2 separate regions of the Mus musculus genome follow, and region 2 is linked to region 1. Evidence: chromatin contacts called from public promoter capture Hi-C data. All regions are on one chromosome and are shown on one strand. Each heading gives the region's core, a stretch centred on a gene start, on an enhancer-like site or on the middle of the called end of the contact. The rest is flanking DNA. Distances are from core to core; before and after follow the strand shown. Region 1 has its middle 31 kb from the start of Ldlrap1. Region 2 overlaps Tmem50a (transmembrane protein 50A).

Region 1 (4,237 bases), core at 1,295-3,794:
CCACCCCACCCCCAGCCTGCCTGGGAGAGGTCCTCTTTTTTTTTTGTAAAAGCTCCTAGTCTCTGTATGCTTTAGACTGTCCCCTCCAGGAAACTGAAGTGTTTGGGTGTCCCCCCTCCCCCCAACTGTCTGACACGTGGTAAGTTCAGGAGGAAAACATCTCAGATGTGGTAACTGGTTAGAGCAGTCTCCCTCTATGCTGTCCTGAGAAAAGGGCGTGGCTCCAGAGTTAATCACTTGCTGAACGCGCCTCCCAGTGCCATCACTTGGGGGCTGGGATGTCAACATAGGAACTAGGCAGAGACATGCATATTTGGACCTTGGCAAGGTCCTGAATCTCCTTCCTAGGTTCCTGATCTCTAGCCTGGAGTTCGGCCACAGGGGACCTGAGCAGGCACTTTCTCTGTGTAAGTCCTTTTGGCTGTAGTAACAAGCAGCCCTAGATTTTCCTGACTGACACAGGAAGACAGTCCTGTGTCACCACCAGACCTGAGGGCTGGCTTTGACTTCCCCCAGCTGTCCCTCTTCTTAACCAGGACAACTGTTCTTGTAGAAAGCAGGAGGCTGAGTTCCAGATATATTTGACACTTCTGCTCTTGGCCACAACTTAGTACAGGCCACAGCAAGGAGGGACGGAGTTATTATCCCTGCCTGATGGTGAGGGAGCCCGTGGTCCCTGTGGGGAGCCATGCCCATCCACCTGGGCCTCAGAGGCAGCTCTGACTCTCACCAGCCCAGAACACACAGACTCATGGCAGGGGCAGCTCCTGCCAGCCAACTGCCCTGCTGGCTGGCTGCTTTCTCTCTCTGGCTGGCTTCCTCACCTTTCCTGACAGCACAGTGCTTGCTCTGCCTCTGTCCCCTTTGAGCTTCTCCTGGCCACAGATCCTATGGTTTATTATCGGAAAACCTGAGATAAAGCCAGTTATGGTGGTGCATGCCTGTGGTCCCAGCTATGTCAGAAGCTTGAGGCCAGAGGACCACTTGAACCCAGGAATTTGAGGCCAGCTTGGGCAAGACAGCAAAGGAGAGCAAGCCTCAGTCGATGAAGCCTACAAATCACCAATGCAGGTGATGTTCACGGACCTTCTTGGGCTAGGTGACATTGGTAAACATCACTGTAAGAGATGTGACTGAGAGAAATGGAGGCTGGGGCCTAGAGAGAAGCTCAGTGACTGGGGGAAGTGAGAGACCGAGTCTAGCTCCAACTTCTCCAGCTCCAGCCACCAGAATTTATTTCCTCTGAGGCCCCAAGTCACCGGGACAGAAGGTCGCTCTCAAGCCCTGTCCTCTAGTCCGTTTTCCAACCCTGCTGCCAAAAACCACACAGCTCAATTCAGCCCAGATGTCAGGTTGGTAGAAAAGGGCATGATACCAGGCCCTAGGTAATCCACCAAGCAGGCAGAGTGGGAGCCACGGCCCCGCCTCTCCCAGGGCCTGCAGGGAGTACAGAAGTGGGCTGGGTATGCAGGTGTTTGAACAGACACTCCAAATCCTTGGCCAGGTATGGTCCAAGAGCCCACAGTAGCAGCACTCAGAGGCAGAAGGGATGGGGATTGTGGCTAGCCTGCTCTACACAGAGACACAGTTTCAAAAACAAATGTATCAGGCATGGGAGCTCAAGCCTGTCTGTCATCCCAGCTGTTGAGATGCCAAAGCGGTGGGTAACAGAGTTCAAGGCCAGCCTGGACGCTACATAGCAAGATACTATCTCTAAATGGATTACAGATAGATAGACAGACAGATGATAATCAATAGATAAATACATAGTTGACAGATAAATGATAGATGATTGATAGAACTTGCTCTCTCTCTCTCTCTCTCTCTCTCTCTCTCTCTCTCATTTCAAGGCAGGGTTTCTCTGTGTAGCCCCAGCTGTCGTGGAACCTGCTCTGTCAACCAGGCTGTCCTCGAACTCACAGAGCTCTGCCTACCTCTGCCTTCCAAGTGCTGAGATTAAAGGCACTTGCCACCATCACCCGCATCACCTGGCTCTCCCAATTTTAAATGTCTGAGATTCTATGCAACTCAAACAGTATGTCCACAGCCACGGGAGCAGAGGGGGGCACCTCTGAGGTTAAATACCTTGGCCTACTCCCCGCCACTCGGCTGTGGATGTTCCTAGCATTTCAGAACAGCCATGTGTGAACGAGTGGATCACTGTCCTTGGGCAGTCTGAACCCAAACACTCTGAACTCCAACTCTGGGGACAGTGCACTGCTGAGGTGACAAGACAAACCCTCAGCTACCTTGAGCACTCGGACGACTGTGACCCCACTAACTTTCTCCCTCAGGCAGACACCCCAGGAGAACTAACAGCTGGGGGTAAGTGCTAGAGGGACTTCCCTTAGGCTGCATAGCTCCTTTCTGAGTCGTTCTCCCCCTCCCTCTTCTTCCTTCTCCTCCCTCTTCTCCCTTCTCCTCCCTCTTCTCCCTTCTCCTCCCTCTCCTCCCTTCTCCTCCCTCTCCTCCCTCTTCCCCTCCTCCTATTATTGTGCATGTGACCAAAAGTGCAAAGGCGCCAAGGCAGGCATGGTGGTCAGAGGTCAATGCTCCGTAGTCAGTTTTCTGCTTCTGTCATGGAATTTGGGGATCAAGGTCAGGTCCTGAAGGCTTACATAGCAAGCACTTTCACCCCCTGAATCATTTCACCACTCTCCTTCCTTCTTTTCTTCCCTTGATTTGTCTTTCAATTACATTTAAACTGTTTTAAAATTCATTTATTATGAAAGTAATCAGGTTTACTGTTGGAAATTTGGGGATATATACCAGTGGGAGGGAAGCCAGGGAAGCCTTCCTCACTAGTAAGCTGCATCTATCCAGTACCTGGCCACTCAGCACCCCTAGGAGGTGACTTGGTGTTTGTCAGTGACAGACTCTGTAGCAAAGTCTTTAGGGAAGAGCCTCCCATGCCCAGCTGAGCTGGCGGGTGGGGAGTAGCCAGGGCTGAGATAGCCTGCGCCCTCTGCTGGCAGCTGGTGGACATGGCTTCAGGCAGCGGTTCAGGTCAGTGGCTCTCAGAGGTTCTCAGATTCAGTTGGGGCTGGAGAGGGGAACCGAAGGACTAGTGCAGGTTTAGGGTCCAGCCATGGTGTCACAGGTAAAGAGCCTGTAGCCAAACCTGGTACCTACAGGAGCCCACTCTGACATCTACACATCTGCTGTGACTCACCTCCTTCAGCCCCATCCCAGGAAATAAACGTGAAAGGAAATAAAACGTAACTACAGGTTTCAGGTCAAACTCACTAAAGGTCCTGCCACCCTCAGTTCCACATCCCCGTTATCTCCACTGTATCCAGACTGCACTGCTAAGAACGAGGACAGAGCAGCTTCCAGAAGATGCTCATCTTTTTTTTTTTAATTTAATTTTATTTTTTTAAATTATTTTTGACAATGCTCATCTTGACTTCTTGCACAGGTAAGCCTTAGATGCTTTCGAGAAGTACTACAGAGAGCAACTCCAGGCTCTAGAGAGCCCAGCCCAAGGAGGACTGAGCTTGAACAGCGAGCAAGGGCAGAGGAGCTGAGACGGGAGAAGGCAGAGCTGTTCAGAGCCAGCCAAGGAAGGAAGGAGGCAAGAAGAGCATGGTACCCTTGGGAGAACTAAGATTGTTGGACTGTGTCAGCCAGAATCCTTCCTGGAGGAAGGACCAGAAAAAGCCTAACTTGTTCTCCGAGCACCGGGCTGTTGAAGGAATCTTCGCGCCTTGCTAAAACAAGCAGACACTTGTGGGGGAAATCTGACAAGAAACACAGGAAAGCAGACAGGCAGATGGGAGACATGGTGAATAGGCTCCTTCTGCTCTCTGCCTGTCCTGGAGGCAGTCTGTTTAGACTCGTCTAAAACCCTGCAGTATGGCACTGTTTCAAGATGCTCCAATAGGACGACACACACACTTCAGGTCCCTCGCTTGGGCGTTTACCTGCCCTGGGTCCCTGGGTGATGATGCTGACCTGCTTTGATCAGCCATTGCTGGGCAGCAAAGGAGACTCCATCCTCCTAGCCTGGGCTTCCAGCTGGAGGGAGGGAGGGAGGGGACAGACATGGAGAGAGACAGAGGCAGGATCTCTTGTATTCCACTTTGGTCTACATAGCCAGTTCCATGGGCCAGTCAAGAGCTACATGGTGAGACTTATCTCAAAACAAGAAGTAGGGTTTAGAGATCTTCACCTCCTTCAGCCCTCAGCAGCTAAGCTCTTCATTCTAAAATCCCAAAAGCCTAAAGAGGGGCTTGGG
Region 2 (4,568 bases), core at 1,978-4,477, 98 kb after region 1:
TGCGCCAGCACAGCCCAGGTTCTGTCAGATATCTGGAGGTAACAAAGGAGCCCTGCAAGGTTTAACATTTCATTGTTTGTTTAAGGTTGTCTCCTAAGTGTCAGAGTGTGGAGGGCTCCCCGTGCGGCCAAGTATTTTGATGATCAGACTTTCTGGGAGGTAAGAACTTTAAGCTATTAACATGACAGATGTGTGTGTGTGTGTGTGTGTGTGTGTGTGTGTGTGTGTGTGTGTGTGTGTGCAATTTCAGAGGATAGTGGGCATCTTCTTCAGGTGCCCCAGGATTAAAGATAAGGAAACGGGCTCCGAGTGTGTGGTGGCATCTACTGGAGAACTGTCTCCAGACCCCAATGTTACCATGAGGCCATCTTACCTACGTCTTGTCACTGCAGTGTAGGAAAACACACCAGAGGCTTCCAGCCCTCCCAGTCACATAAGCACCACAGACAAGGGGCTACCGTGATGCCTTCAGTGTCCTAAGCACCCTATAGAAAGCCCCAAATGGAATGAGCTGTTGCTATGGAAGCAGTGAGTCTCCGCCACTGGGGGCATTCAAATAAATGACCCACGTGGACACATGATCCGTGAAGCTGGGCGTGCCGGCCCAGGCCTGGATCCCCAGCAGCAGGGAGGCTAAGGATGGAGGATGGCAGGGTGGGGGACACCGCTGGGGCTGGGGGAGTGGTTAAGAGTATTTGCTTCTCTTATGGAGGCTCTGGCATCAGTGTTACCGGTGGTGACCGGTTCCTGTGACCCACACCCTGTAACTTCAGTTCCAAGGGTTTTGGTGTCACCTCTGACTCTCCTGACACTGCACACATGTAGTACACACATGGACAAGCATGCACACGGGAGTAGACATATGGGAGGGCAGGTGCAGGCTGGAGGGATGACCCATTGGTCGAGAGTACTGGTGCTTTCCCAGAGGACCTGGTTTGATTCCTAAAACCTGCATGGCAGCTCACAAACATTTGTTTGTTTGTTTGTTTAGATTAAAAATATTTATTTATGTATATGAATACACTGTAGTTGTGTTCAGACACACAGGAAATGGGCATCAGATCCCACTACAGATGGTTGTGAGCGACCATGTGGATGCTGGGAATTGAACGCAGGAGCTCTGGAAGAGCAGTCAGTGAGCCATCTCTCCAGCTCCCTCACAACCATTTATAACTCCGGTTCTAGGGACTGGATGTTCTCTGATAACCAAGGCAGGAACCACGCATGTGCACAGTGCACAGACGTACATACAAGCAAATCTTCCACACACATTTTTTTAATTAAAAATAATTAAAGCTGGATGTGGTTGTGCACATCTTTAGTCCTAGCACTAGGGAGGCAGAGGCAGGTGGATCTCTCTGAGTTTGAGGCCAGTCTGGTCTAGAGTGGTCAAGGGCCAGGGCTACACAAAGAAACCCTGCCTCAGAAAACAAAAACAAAAACAAAAAACTAAATAAAGCAAAACAAAACAAAAAGTAAAAACAATTAAAAAAAAAACCAGAAAGAGAAATATACAGGCAATCTCTCCTAATTTAAGATTTTGAAAGTGACAGCCAGGTGTGGTGGCGCTTGCCTTTAATCCCAGCCTAGTCTACAGAGTGAGTTCCAAGACAACCGGAGCTTCATAGAGAAACTCTTGTCTCAAAAAAACAAAAACCAATCAAGTAAAATACTAAAATAAAATAAACACACTCTGCCTTCACAGTTCCCACACTTGGCGGTTGGATTTTAACCGAAATCATCTGAGAGCGAAGCCGGGTGAGAAGAGAGATGCCCTTTCTTTGTGTCCCTTTTGTCTGCATCCTGTGTTACAAGAAAGGCTTCCGAGTGGTCATCTTAGTTTAAATAGTATGTTTGGTTTCATGACAGAGACTATTAATACTTTGGGATGAATACACCTCATTAAAGTTCTGGTCCAATTCTATCCACAAGGTCTCTTTCTTCTCACACTTAAATAAAACCTCTGCCCAGGTGGCTAACTCTTACCTCTGGTCACGGCACGCAGGCTTTGGATCCAGCGGTTTTACGAGGTCCTCAGCCTTCCCCAGGCTGTGCTTGTGGAGAGAGAGTGGGGCTGGTTGGGGAGTGAGGGAGAACACTCTCGAGTTCCTAAGAGGTAGACTCACCGGAGACCCCTGCCAAGTTCCACCCTCTGTGGAATGTCACGGGGGAAACAACAGCAAAGCTGTCCTTCTGTGTCCTGAAGAGCCAACGTCATTCAAACCCAAGGACAGTGGATGCGGAAGATTCTATACGTCTAATTGTCTACGACACTGATCACAGCTCCCAAAGGGCAATTGCAGAAGGTTAGGGCTTCAAGCTTAGCTTTGAAGAGTTTGTAGTATTGTGTGAGGTGGGAGCCCGAGGGTGTCACAAGAGCCTCCTCCAGTGGAGGACAGACCATCAGAGTCCCCGACAGCTGGTCTGTATCGTGGTAACAGACCCTGTGGTCTGCTAAATTCGGGTTATCTATTCAGAGATGAAAGGAATCAGAATTCAAGCAAATATCAAAACAAATTCTCACCTGAGTCAGACTGTGGAGCCCTAGAAATTGACACCTAAGTTACCGTCAAGTCTGTATACCCTGTCCTCTTTCCACTCCTGGCACGTGTGGAGTGTTTACCAGGATCGTGTGCCACAGCAGGTCACCTGTTCTTGCTCCCGATGTCCACAGGAGGGATGGGAGGCTGGCGGTAGCCTGGGCTTCTCTAGCATGTTCTTACATTCTCTGGGAGGCTCTCAGGCATCACTCACACTGAAATGTTTGCCCTTTCTCTTTTACCTTTGCTTGCATTTGTTTTCGTTCGGTATCTTCTGGACTGGCGATCTCTACATAGCCTCCTCTGCTGGCTTCAGGAAGTTTGCTCCTCCTCAGGGAGGGACATCTCCATCAGCTGAGGAGCCGGGCACTGGTCAGTCAAGTGAGTCTGGTGCATCTTGGGTCCTCAGTTCTCCTGGAAATCTCCAACAAATGAATGATCTCCATAGAAACCCTTCAGTTCCACAGTATTACGTTTTTAAATATGTAAGCAAAAAGGTCACTGACTGAACCCAGGGTCACTGACTGACTGCGCCCAGGGTCACTGTCTGTGTCCAGGGTAACAGATTGACTGTGTCCAGGGTCACGGACTGACTGCATCCAGGGTCACAGACTGACTGTGCCCAGGGCCACTGACTGCGCCCAGGGTCACGGACTATGCCCAGGGTCACTGTCTGTGCCCAGGGTCACTGACTGACTGCACCCAGAGTCACTGATTGGCTGTGCCCAGGGTTATTGACTGCGCCCAGGGTCACAGACTGTGTTCAGCTCCACTGTTTGGCCTGGGCACTCCTGCCAAGTCCACCATTATCCTGCCAGGATGGCACACATTACTCCTGACTCTAAAGTGCCACCTTTCACAGACTCACTAGCCTGGGCAGGACAGGAATTCTTGTCATGACCATGGAGATTCAAAGCTCTTTCTTCCCTTGCATGTTTTGAACAGCTCTCTGGTCAAGAGAGCCATGACCTGTGGTCCCAGGTTACCTTAGGCCATTAACATGAAAAGGAAGATGCAGTATTTCTGATCCAACTATATATAAGGTATAACGAGAAAGAACTCTGACCACTAAATAGTTTTTAATAACAAGAAAATGTTTACACATTATTCAACACCGGACATAGAAGAGGCCGCGTTAATAAACACTTTGGACCCCAGAGCGAATCCTCACCCCAAAGACTCCACCATTTCTCCATCAACAACTCTTTTGTTTTTTTGTTTTTTTTTTTTTGGTTTTTCGAGACAGGGTTTCTCTGCAGCCCTGGCTGTCCTGGAACTCACTTTGTAGACCAGGCTGGCCTCGAACTCAGAAATCCGCCTGCCTCCGCCTCCCGAGTGCTGGGATTAAAGGTATGTGCCACCACGCCTGGCCTGCATCACCAACTCTTTAGACCATGATAGAAGCTGGCAGAAGCGACTCACGTCAGCGGTTTCCTTTCCTGTGGTAAAAGCTGATGGGGCTCACGCCACACTGGGCTGCTGCAGTACACATAGGAGCTCTCATGATTCTAGCATTATACAATTTCAAGCTGAGATTATACTCAGAAATAAGTTTAGAAAACAGTATTACAAAAGACTGGGTGGGTGAGCAGGGTGCAAAAAGAAGCCCATGCACGGCGGCTGTGTTGCAGAAGCGACGTCTTCACTGCCACAAGTCCTCCGTACGGCCAAACTTGAAAACCAGCCCTCTGCAGACAGAACGAGAAGCAAACATGACTGCCTGGCTTGGGAAACTTCTAGAACGATGGGAAGCCTGTGACTTGCAGAGAAAGCACCCGAGAGCCACACACGCCAACTGTCCTAGAGACACGAATCGTTCATAATGTTCCACTGCTATTCCCTGTCACCGTCCCCAGACCTGCAGGTCAGTGGGGGGCGGAACTCAAGGCCTGGGGGTAGGCACGCTAGCACTGAGCTGCGACTCCGCCCCATCCACGCTCCTTATGGGCTGTCCTGGCGTGCAAGACCCAGACAGACAAGTAAGACATAGTGTCCCTCCTCGACCTGCTGGCATCCGATCACCTGTCA

Evidence for each region. Promoter capture Hi-C pulls out the DNA fragments that hold promoters and counts their contacts.
Region 2: a promoter capture Hi-C map of liver shows a contact between it and region 1, with 4 times the contacts expected there. The contact joins two enhancer-like sites. A contact is called at or near these places in 4 of 39 promoter capture datasets (the C10 cell line, HPC-7-derived erythroid cells and liver), 6 of 15 datasets of contacts at CTCF or cohesin (CD8 T cells, the G1E-ER4 cell line, embryonic stem cells and 2 more), 79 of 484 Hi-C or Micro-C datasets (the AML12 cell line, B cells, the Ba/F3 cell line and 45 more) and 9 of 115 datasets of contacts at active chromatin or transcription factors (astrocytes, bone marrow-derived macrophages, craniofacial prominence and 5 more).

What each region holds. Positions count from the first base shown.
Region 1 is chr4:134,796,532-134,800,768 of GRCm38.p6, forward strand. No RefSeq gene overlaps it. Among named protein-coding and RNA genes, the nearest start is that of Ldlrap1, 31 kb to the left of the region's middle. Within about 2 kb of position 2,545, at least 33 of the 459 cell types and tissues checked have an H3K27ac peak or open chromatin away from gene starts, as enhancers often do. A contact at or near this core is called in liver, where this site is marked.
Region 2 is chr4:134,894,249-134,898,816 of GRCm38.p6, forward strand. Tmem50a (transmembrane protein 50A) reads right to left here. Exons shown (of 7, transcript NM_027935.2): 7 at 3,601-4,228. The coding sequence ends at 4,183. Rhd (Rh blood group, D antigen) reads left to right here. Exons shown (of 10, transcript NM_011270.3): 9 at 86-159; 10 at 1,706-1,924. The coding sequence ends at 1,732. Among named protein-coding and RNA genes, the nearest start is that of Tmem50a, 18 kb to the right of the region's middle. Within about 2 kb of position 3,228, at least 2 of the 459 cell types and tissues checked have an H3K27ac peak or open chromatin away from gene starts, as enhancers often do. A contact at or near this core is called in liver, where this site is marked.